Regions from separate parts of the Sus scrofa genome. Here regions 2 and 3 are each linked to region 1. A link is a contact called in public Hi-C and HiChIP or PLAC-seq data. All regions are on one chromosome and are shown on one strand. The core of a region is the stretch at or near the end of the contact, and the rest is flanking DNA. Distances in the headings are between cores, read along the strand shown.

The links. Hi-C and Micro-C count contacts between places; a contact is called where the count stands out from the background. HiChIP or PLAC-seq counts read pairs in DNA pulled down with a chosen protein or histone mark.
Region 2: a contact with region 1 is called in an H3K27ac HiChIP or PLAC-seq map of alveolar macrophages. The contact joins the promoter of POLR1E here to the promoter of NCBP1 in region 1. A contact is called at or near these places in 1 of 5 promoter capture datasets (liver) and 1 of 2 datasets of contacts at active chromatin or transcription factors (alveolar macrophages).
Region 3: a Hi-C map of heart right ventricle shows a contact between it and region 1, with 3 times the contacts expected there. The contact joins the promoter of ZBTB5 here to the promoter of NCBP1 in region 1. A contact is called at or near these places in 1 of 47 Hi-C or Micro-C datasets (heart right ventricle) and 1 of 2 datasets of contacts at active chromatin or transcription factors (skeletal muscle).

What each region holds. Positions count from the first base shown.
Region 1 is chr1:239,490,742-239,493,875 of Sscrofa11.1, reverse strand. NCBP1 (nuclear cap-binding protein subunit 1) reads right to left here and starts at 1,299. Exons shown (of 24, transcript XR_002336867.1): 1 at 827-1,299. TSTD2 (thiosulfate sulfurtransferase/rhodanese-like domain-containing protein 2) reads left to right here and starts at 993. Exons shown (of 10, transcript XM_005660262.3): 1 at 993-1,357.
Region 2 is chr1:238,195,923-238,199,377 of Sscrofa11.1, reverse strand. POLR1E (DNA-directed RNA polymerase I subunit RPA49) reads right to left here and starts at 1,719. Exons shown (of 12, transcript XM_021066147.1): 1 at 1,555-1,719; 2 at 589-692. The coding sequence starts at 1,630.
Region 3 is chr1:238,176,058-238,179,329 of Sscrofa11.1, reverse strand. ZBTB5 (zinc finger and BTB domain-containing protein 5) reads left to right here and starts at 1,853. Exons shown (of 2, transcript XM_021066137.1): 1 at 1,853-2,096.

The DNA of each region.
Region 1 (3,134 bases), core at 50-2,549:
CTGGCCTCTTAACCACTTTACAACACTATTTTCAAGTATTAATAACTAAATTATTTTTAGTTTCTTTTTGCTTTTCTAGATGTGTATTCTTGACTGTTGTTTTTTTAATGTAAGCATCGTTTCCTATTTTTAACTAGCTAAATTATTCCTGGTTTCTATGACGGCAATTCCAGGATCCCCATGAGTGCAAATATCCAAATGGGAACCCCGATCTAACCTCTACGAGCTCTCTAGTGAGTCTTCTGGCATTCTTTTCTTAAACGAGAGAAATAAGCTTACAACCAATTCAAGATCTAACATAACGACCTACGTATATCTATTTATTAAAGACTTCTCGCGTGCGGATAAGAAGCTGATTTTTCTTCCCCAGTGGTTTGAAAGAAGGCAAAACCCCGGATGACCCGCACAGGAGAGCTGGGATTGCAATTCATCAGATCTCTCACCTTCCGAGAGCCATTAATACATGATGTTTGAGGGTCAAAACGAGACACTGGGACAAGTGAGTCCTGGTCACCGTCTCTAAGGGGAAGCGGCACAGACACAAATATACTTCCCTGCTCGGCGGTACCAAGGACCTTATCTTAAAGAGTGCTTAGAGACCAGGGGTGCACCAGGCCTCCCCTCCGCCGACGACTCAAGAGGTGCGGTGGGGGATAGCACGAGCTTTCCAGCAGTCGCCCAGCCACACTCCCGCTGTGCCACCCATCTCCCCGCAAGTTCCTGGGGGAAGGGCTTCCCGTCCCTTCGCTCAGGACCTGAAGACCGAAGAAGCCAAACCTCGGCCCCACCTGGGCGCGGCTTCGGCGGCCAGGCCCAGAGCACTCACCATCGTTCTCGTCGCTGTGCCGCCGCCGTGACATGCCGCACGTTGTGTATGCGGCGGAGCCTAGACGCCGGGCGGGAAGAGCGGCAGGAACCGTCGGGCAGCCGGCCGGCGCGAGGACAGCGGCGAGGCTCACGAAGTGGCCCGCGCGCAGGCGCACTCGCTCGCGACGGCTCCCGGAAGCGCAAGGGGGAGAAGTGGCCGGGTGGGCTCGGCGGGCTCGGATCCCGGAGAGCCGGCGTCTGGAACCTCACCAAGCCACTGCCGCCTCGTCCGCACGCAACCGCCCCCTCGGGCTGCCTCCGCCTCTCCGCTGCTTCCTTCGCCCGCCTCCGCGGGAAGTCCTTCCGGGGCCACGCGGAGAGCACCGCCTCCCCAGGCGGCCGGAGCCCGCAGGCCGCGAGCCACGCCTTGGCGGGGGTGGTCTAGGAGGGACGCTCTAGTTCAGACTCCCTCCACTTCAGACTCCCCCCCGGGCCTCTCAGTGGTTTTCCCGGCGGCCCTTTCGCTAACGGCCTAGACTTCCGGGGCGAGGTGAGGTCCCCGGCGTTCCTTCCTACGTAAACAGGGGCGGGGGCTGGAGGTGCAAGGGTGGTGAGAGGTGACAATTGCTAGGCGGAGACGGTTTGGTGAAGAAAGATCTAAGAAAGGATCTGGACTGGCGGGTACGTGCTCATCTTTCTCCCACTTCCGGGCCTCTGCCGACTCGGGAAAGCTGGGAGGAGAGATTGGGCCAGGCCCGGCGCGCGGGGTGGGGCCCAAGCGGGAAGCGGCGCCGCTCGAGCAGCTCTGGGGACCGAAAGACCCTGCCTAGCTTGAGCTTGCTGCTCTGCGGTTAGCTTCTGACCGTCGTCTGACCTCTCGCCCCTCTGAGTTGTTGATCGCTTTAGTAATGTTTCCAGTGGTTATTGGATACTTCCATTATGTGTATGTGAATATTCTCCGCCCTGACCTCTGTGGTGAACACCACGGCTGCTTATCTGCTTTGTCGATGGCCATTTGAAATTTCACACGCGTGAAATGAACCTTTCATTCTCCTAGCCTAACCTAGCCTAACCTATTGCTCCTTCACTTTTACGCATCCATCCGATTGCTTAATCCAAAAATGTAGGTAGGAGTCATTCTTGGCTCCTTACTTACTACCTAATGAACTATCAGTAAACCTTATCAGCTCTACTTTCAAAACCGATCTGGAATCAGTTACTCCTTTTTTACTACTCTCTCATGACTTTGCGATGTAAAGTAACCTGACCTACAGGGTCCTACTCTTTTATCACTATGCTCCAACAATTCTTACTTTCTTCCTGTACCTCCAGTAAGGCAAGCTTGTTCACCCTTTAGGCATTTATATTCCTTTGCCTGAAGATTTCTACCCTTAAGTATGCATGGATGGCTCCTTGGCATTTCAGTCCCAGCTCAAGCATCAGCCCCCTTAGGAATCCTTCCCTGGCCACCCAACCTTTTACTCCATACCACAAATATTGTATTTATTATGTGCCAGGCAGTGTTCTAGACATTGAGGAGGCTGAGGTGAACGAAGGAAAACCCCTGCTTTCTCAGTGCTGATGACCGGTTGAGGAATCCAGCAAACTGCAGTCAGAGGTGGTGGGCAAAAATAGAAAAAGATGCGATTAGGGTGTGGTGGGAAAGGCTTTATAAGAACCTTGGACTTTATCTGATGCCTTTAAAAGCCTTTGGAGGGAGAGATCTGACTTATTTTTAAAGTCACCCCTCTTGCTCTTACGGGAGAAGGGCAGTTAGGCAATTGCAATAATTCATGCAAGAAATAATGGTTGCTTAAGTGGGGTTGGTAGGGAAGGTAGTGCAGTGTCATCTGATGTGATTATATTTCAAAAGCAGAATTGACAGGATTTTCAATACTCTGAAAGAGTGAGGAGACAAGAATCCCAAAGTTTTTTCCTGAGTAACAGGAAGAATGGAATTGTTGTTTACAGAGGTGAGGAAGACAAGGAGAGCAAGTTAAGAGCTGGATTTTTTTTTTCTTTCTAATAGTTTGGTTTATTGTTTATTATTTATTTTTTGTCTTTTGAGGGCACATGGAGGTTCCCAGGCTAAGGGTCAAATTGGAGCTGCAGCCAATGGCCTGCACTACAGCCACAGCAATGCAGGATCCAAGCTGCGTCTGTGACCCATACCATAGCTCATGGCAACGCCAGATCCTTAACCCACTGAGCAGGCTGGGGATGGAACCTGTATCCTCATGGATACTAGTCAGATTCATTTCTGCCGAGCCTCGATGGGAACTCCTGTTTTTTATTTTATTATTTTTAAGGCCCTATCTGCAGCATAT
Region 2 (3,455 bases), core at 470-2,969, 1.3 Mb after region 1:
CTGTACCCTCCCTCCCTGGAATCCTGAACTTTGTCTCCTTATGTGTAAGTGTCCCCTACATCCAGTTCTCACTTCTCTAGATCAGTGGTTCTCAACCCAGGGAAATACCCCTATGGGGACATCTGGGAATGTCTGACATGCTATTGTCACAACGAGGAGGTGCTAGGTATATTTGGGTAGAGACCAGGGAAGCTGCTAAACACCAGGGATGTGCAGAACAGTCCCCACAACAAAGAATTATCTGGGTCAGAAGGTCAGTCGTGCTGAGATTGAGAAATGCTGCTCTAGATTATGAGCTCCCTCCGGGTGGGGCCATGTCTGACTTAGTTGTCTCCCTAGCTGCTTACGGCCCAGAGCCACAGTGGGGGTTCAATAGATGGTTGCTGAATGAACAAATGAATAAAGGGCTATCATTTCACCATAAGTGTGAAACTGAATGGAGCCTGCTCCCACACACCAGCCTGCTGGGGCTCAAAGTTCTTTAAGGCTAATCTGCTATCCCCTGCTTTTCTCCTCTCACTCCCTTCCACACCCAAGGGGCCTCCTGAAGCCTGCAGAGTGGAGAAAACAAGCTACTGCAGCACTTACCAGGATCCGCTGACTCCTCTTCCTGGGGTTTGTGGAATCATTGCTCTTGTACAAGGTGAAGCGCATGTTGCCTGGATTCTGCAGCTTCCCATTGGAGAACTGGACTGTAAGATTGTAGCCCAGGAATGACATGAGAGCAGAAGGACCAAGAGAGTATGATGCAGAGGAAACAGACAGTCAATGAGAGGGAGTGACTGAAGGAATGGGGATGGCAAAGAGGCCCAGGTCCTGGCCCAAAGGAGGTTTTTTTTTGTTTTTTGTTTGTTTTTTGTCTTTTCTGGGGCCAAATTCGCGGCATATGGAGGTTTCCAGGCTAGGGGTCTAATCAGAGCAGTAGCCACCGGCCTACGCCAGAACCACAGCAATGCGGGATCCGACCACCACCACAGCTCACGTCAACGCCGGATCCTTAACCCAATGAGCAAGGCCAGGAATCAAACCCGCAACCTCATGGTTCCTAGTCGGATTCGTTAACCACTGAGCCATGATGGGAACTCCCCAAAGGAGGGCTTAAGGAGATCCGGATCCAGGTGGGAAGAGGATGGGGAGGGGATGGGAAGGTAAGGGGAGGCCTGAGGAGAGAGGGGCTTCGACGGGAGGGAATAACTAGGGGAAATGGGACTAACTGACGAGGCCTGGACCAGACCTAAAAAGATAAAGAAAAATTCTGCCCAATGGAGGAAAGTAAATGGAGCAGGTTTGAGACTTGATGGGTGAGGAGATGACCGGGTCTAGAGTACTGGGAAGGGGTAACTGGTAAGGCCTCATTCAGCGGGAAGGTGGTGACAGAAACGCGGTGAGATGACAGAGGAACCCTGGCCGAGCCCTAAGTAGCAGTAGAGCCTGGAAGGGATCTGGCCCAGCTGAGAAGGGGGACGGACCAGTAAGGGAAGACGAGGGCTGTAGATACCGAGACAGAAAGGGAGGAAGTTACAGGGAGCTCTGCTCCGGCTCCGCAGTCCTTACCCAGTAAAGCTCTCTGGCTCTCTTCGGGGTCTCCACAGTACAGCCACCTTGCACTCGGCAACACCTCCGCCGCCATCTCGCCCTTCTACCGCCAAGCACAGGAGTTAAGACAACTGCGTCCGCTAGGTACACGCGGGTGGAAAAAAAAAAAAAAAAAAGGCAGGGCGGAAGAGGCGTGGCCTCTCCGGGCACCGCCCTGCGCACGCAGAGATGCGTGGCTCCGCCCCCATCAGGCCCGGCCCCTAAGCGCTGTCTCGCTGAGCTCTGAGGCGGGCCATCCCCTCTCACTCTTCGCCCGCCCCTCCGCGTGGAGAGGCGGGGTCTCTGCGCTCCCTATGCCCCGCTCCTTCCTCCGCAGCAAGGCGCAACACGTGATTGGCCCAGCACTCGGCCTGCTCTTTACAGGTCGTGTGCCGCTAGGGAGCACACTACCTTCAGGTCTTGCTTTAGCGCATAGACGGGTTTCTTCGCGGCTGAGTCTAGGTAGGGTATGGTCTATCTCTACCACCGAGGCAAATAAGTCTTACTGACGCCTGAAAGTCCAAGTTCAAATTTAGAATTTTTCGATAGGCAATCCTTGCACGCTAACTAAATGTGGCGACTGGCGGAGACCGGCCGCTTTCCAGGACCTCCATCCACACACCTGGATATCAATCCTTAAGCCCAAACGTGATCCACAATCCTGTAAACAGTAACATGACCTCATCTTCTCGGACCTTGGCACAGTACCACCTGTGGTTCAATCAACTCTGAGAGTATGGACCAGTGGGAGAGGCCCAGCAGACTCAAAGCTTCTGGGGTGGACAAGAAGGGGGAACCAGAAGGCATGGTCCTTTGTCCCCGCGGATTCAACCCTCCCTACCGCATGGGGAGTTATTAGGCAAAAAGGAGGATTAAAGCAGATCTTTCAGCATGGGCCCAGGCTAGGACCCGTTTTTCTCAGTCAAAGGAGGGTACTGTTGAAGGGAAAGAACCAGGTTGACTCATCTGTGTTTTCCAAATTGCCTTCTTTTGAGACTTCCCCTCCCCCTGCACGTACTTCCAAGATGATCTAAAAAACATTAACACCTGGGAGTTCCCTTCGTGGCGCAGTGGTTAACGAATCCGACTAGGAACCATGAGGTTGCGGGTTCCGTCCCTGCCCTTGCTCAGTGGGTTAAGGATCCGGCGTTGCCGTGAGCTGTGATGTAGGTTGCAGACGCGGCTCGGATCCCGCGTTGCTGTGGCTCTGGCGTAGGCCGGTGGCTACAACTCCGATTAGACCCCTAGCCTGGGAACCTTCATATGCCACTGGAGCGGCCCAAGAAACGGCAAAAAGACAAAAAAAAAAAAAAAAAAAAGATAACACCTGAGCTCTCCTTTTTCTGAGCAAGTCTTTTCTAATTACCAAATCTCAACTTACAGAAAAATTGCAAGTACAGTGCAAAGAAATTTTCTGGCCCTGAACTTTTTAGAGTAAGTTATCAACCTGATGCCCCATCACACCTGAAGACCATGTATAGTATTTCCTACAGACAAAAACGATCCCTAAATGGCTACACTACAGCCATAAAAATCAGGAAATTAACATTGCTACATTACTACCATATACTCATCATTTCCCACTTCAGTTCATCAGCTCTTCTGGTAATGTCTTTATAACAGAAGATCTTGTCCAGAATCACATATTGCATTTAGCTGGCATAGCTCTGTAGTCTCCTTCCACCAAAAACAGTTTCTTACTCTGACTTTGAATTTTAAAGTTCACAGGCCAGTTATTTTGAATGTCCTTCAATCTGTTTGTCTAATGTTTCTCTAATGTTTCCAAGTGATTAGCTTCAGGTTATGCATCTTTGGCAGAAATTTTACAAATATGATACTGTTCTTCTCATTGTGTTATGTCAGGTGATGTACAATTCGAT
Region 3 (3,272 bases), core at 604-3,103, 1.3 Mb after region 1:
TGTCAATGTATTGCAATCCTCTATAGATGCACATTCGCATTGTTTCTTTTTTTTCTTCCACTAACAAAGCTGTGATCAACATTCCCCTATATATTTTACCACATTTGTTTATTTAAGTAGAATTTCCAGAAATGAATTGCCAGCTAGAAGGGAATGAAATTTTGTTTTGTTTTGTCACTGCCAGAGGCAGGGTGGAACCCCAACTACAGCAGTGACTAAGCTGGATCCTTAACCTGCTGAGCCACCAGGAAACTCCATGAATGCCTAATTTAAAATTTGAAGATACTAAGTGATCTTCAGAGGGCAGCAATGACACTCCTAAACTACAATATAGGATGGGACTTTTTCAAACACGTTCCTAAGTGCTGAACATACAAATCTTTTTAATTTTTGCCAGTCTGTAAATCTGAGATAACATTTTAGCTCACATATGTTTCTAAGGGTCACATAGGTGAAGAGACTTCTCACATTACCTGGCTTACTGTCAGCATTCCGTTTTTTTTCTCAATCACCCAGTCTGGCAATAAAATACGTGTAAGGGCTACAAAATGTCAGGGAATCTTAATGAACAATAATTTACCATCAGACCTCATTGAAGCCTTAAAGAAAAAAACCTCGAGGGCAACATTTCCAACCTGTACAGTGAAGGGACAGATCAGCTGCAAAGATAACTTGAGTGTCACATTCTGAAGTGGGGTGTTCCCTTTTAAAAATAGTCTGTCTTCCCTCCACCCCCGCCCCGCCGCCCCAAGAATCAAGCTGCGTTCCCAGCCTGCCTTAAACTCTGGAGTCGCGCCATGCCCCTTACACTTCCCGTCGGGGAAGGCCCCTCCCAGGCTTCCTTGCCTCCTCTTCACCCAGGGAAAGAGAGCTTCTTTCTGCCCCAGGGCCCGGTGCCCTCGGAAGCCCTCCAGCCAGTGTCCCTCAGAGCTTGGCCTCTCCATCCGAGCGTGCACCTGGAGGTCTGGAAGCCACCCGGAGCTTACTCTTTTCTGAGAGCGTCACTTCGAAGTCCGCCACCCTTCCACATTCCCAATGCTGTTCTTTAGAGGTTTGGTTCTGGAGACTGCAGGCTTATTTGACCTGCGGCAGGTAATGCAGAGCAAAGTGCCAGTGGGGAGCCGGGAGGCACCAGCGCTTCGAGACGCTGGCACCTAGATTGGACGTAGGGCTGCGTCGGACCCAACTTCTGTGAGATGAACAGAATTTTTGGTTCAACATCTTTAGCTTGGATTTTGTCTTAATTCAACCTATATAGCTTCCTGAAATTATATTTTATTCCTTCCAAAGTCTACGAGATGGGAACTCAACCTCGGACACCGTGCGTGAGTGGGTCCCACGAAGGAAATTCGCATCCCATAGGGAGCCGGTGGTCACCGAAGTGCCGGGCGCCGAGAAGGTAGGGAAATCCTTCAAGTCCAGCCAGTGGTGGGACACACACTACCTCGCGGGCTCGCCTTACCCCTGGCTCAGACCAAAGGCAGTCGTGGTTGTGATTGGTGGAATTAGGAAAACCAGCTGGTCTCACCCACAATGGGCCTGGATTGGCCTCCACACTCAGTCGCTTTTCTACAGTCTAAATCTAGAACCGCTTAGTGATAAATCCCGCCTTCAAAGGCGTTTGATAACAGTTTTATGTGTTGTAAGGCAAACGGTGATTGGTCACAGAGCTCACGGATTCTGTCGGTAGTAAACACAGCGAGGCTCCTGGGACCGCGGATTGGTCAGTGTTCCGGGGGCCGAGTAAATTCCTCCAGATACCGCGCGCCGGCTGGCTGCACTTCTGTCCCGGCCCCGCCCTCTCCCCTTCTGATTGGTTGCACCCCTGCCGGAGGGGACGAGAAATGCCGCGGAGTAGGCGATCTCGCGTTGCGTCACTTCCGTTTACTGTGTGCAGCCGCCGCGGTGTTCTCAAGAGTGCCGCGGCGAAGGGGTTGAAGGAGCTGGGCAACAAGAGGCGGGGTGGACGGAAGAGGGAGGAAATCCCATCACCGAGGAGCCAGCCTGGACGTTCCGGTCTTCTGCCACACTGTCGGGTCGGATCGAAGAAGGGTCACCGCCTCCTCCAGCGAGAAGGGGGGCGGAGCCCGGCTCAGGTGAGGCGACTCTGTCAGCGGGAGCGGTGGTGGCGCGCGCTGGCGCGCTCACGTGGAGACAGTTGAGCTCTGGGGGAGCTGGGTGGGCGGCGCGATCAGGGTCTTGTCTAGGTGTCTGGGCGCGCGCCGAAGCGTACCGGTGCCCCCCCGCGTCTGCCCTGCCTGTCTTTCCTGAGGGTTATTGTTACCCTCAGAGCGGAGGGGCCAAGGCGGGTGGGAGGCGTGTTCTGCGCAGGCGTCCCCCGCGTCCCGACGCCAGGCTGTCTGTCCGCCGAGTGGGGCGGGGGCTCTTGCCCCCTCTGATCTGCGGGCGGGCTACGTTGGTTCCTGGGATCGCGTGGGAAAGACCAGCACCCTGGCAGGGTGAATAGAGAATCTGCGGAATGGGGTCGGGTGGCTTCCTTGCCCCTGTCCTGGGTCTCATTGAGCGACGAGGTTTCGTTTCACCAGAGCAAGGCCAAGGCGAGCTGGAATCGGGAACCGGCGGCTGAACCAGGAGGGGCGGAGCCAGTGTTTTGGAATGCCGCAACTAAAAGGACTAAAGTGTTTATAGGCATTTATTGAAAACCCACTGCTTCCAGGCTTCGTGCTAGGAGGTGTAGGGGATGCAGTGGTAAGAACAGTCTGTCCCCCTCCTCCCTTGTTTGGAGGACATACAGGTTTATGCATGTTAGGCAGTGAACTAAGGGGAGTTGAAGGTTAGTTTTTTTCCTTCCAAAAAGGTCATTTGCTATTAAGTCAGTCTGTATTCTGGCCTTGTGGACGATACTGTGGAAGCTAATTTCTGAATAGGACACAAATCCTGAATATTTAACTTGGCAAAAAATTTTTACATAAAGGCGCAGTAAAAGCTTCATTGCTAAGTGGTATACTTGGGTTCTGGGGTTAATTTTAATTAGTGGAAGTAAGAAACCTTTCACCTTCAGGAATTGAAGCAAAAATATTTCCAAAATGTGTTTCTATGCTTCTCTGTTTTAGTAGGTAGAAGATATGACATACATTGGGATCTTTTCTTTAGAGGTTGAAGAGAATGCTGTGCCTTACTCATCAATGATGATTTGTTGTCGTTATATAGGCTGTTGTGCCTTAGATAATTTTGAAAAGGTGGGCTGAATGCCTCATTTTCTGGAGAAACTGAATTCAGTGAAGTGCTATGATTTGGGTTGTGAGGATGGT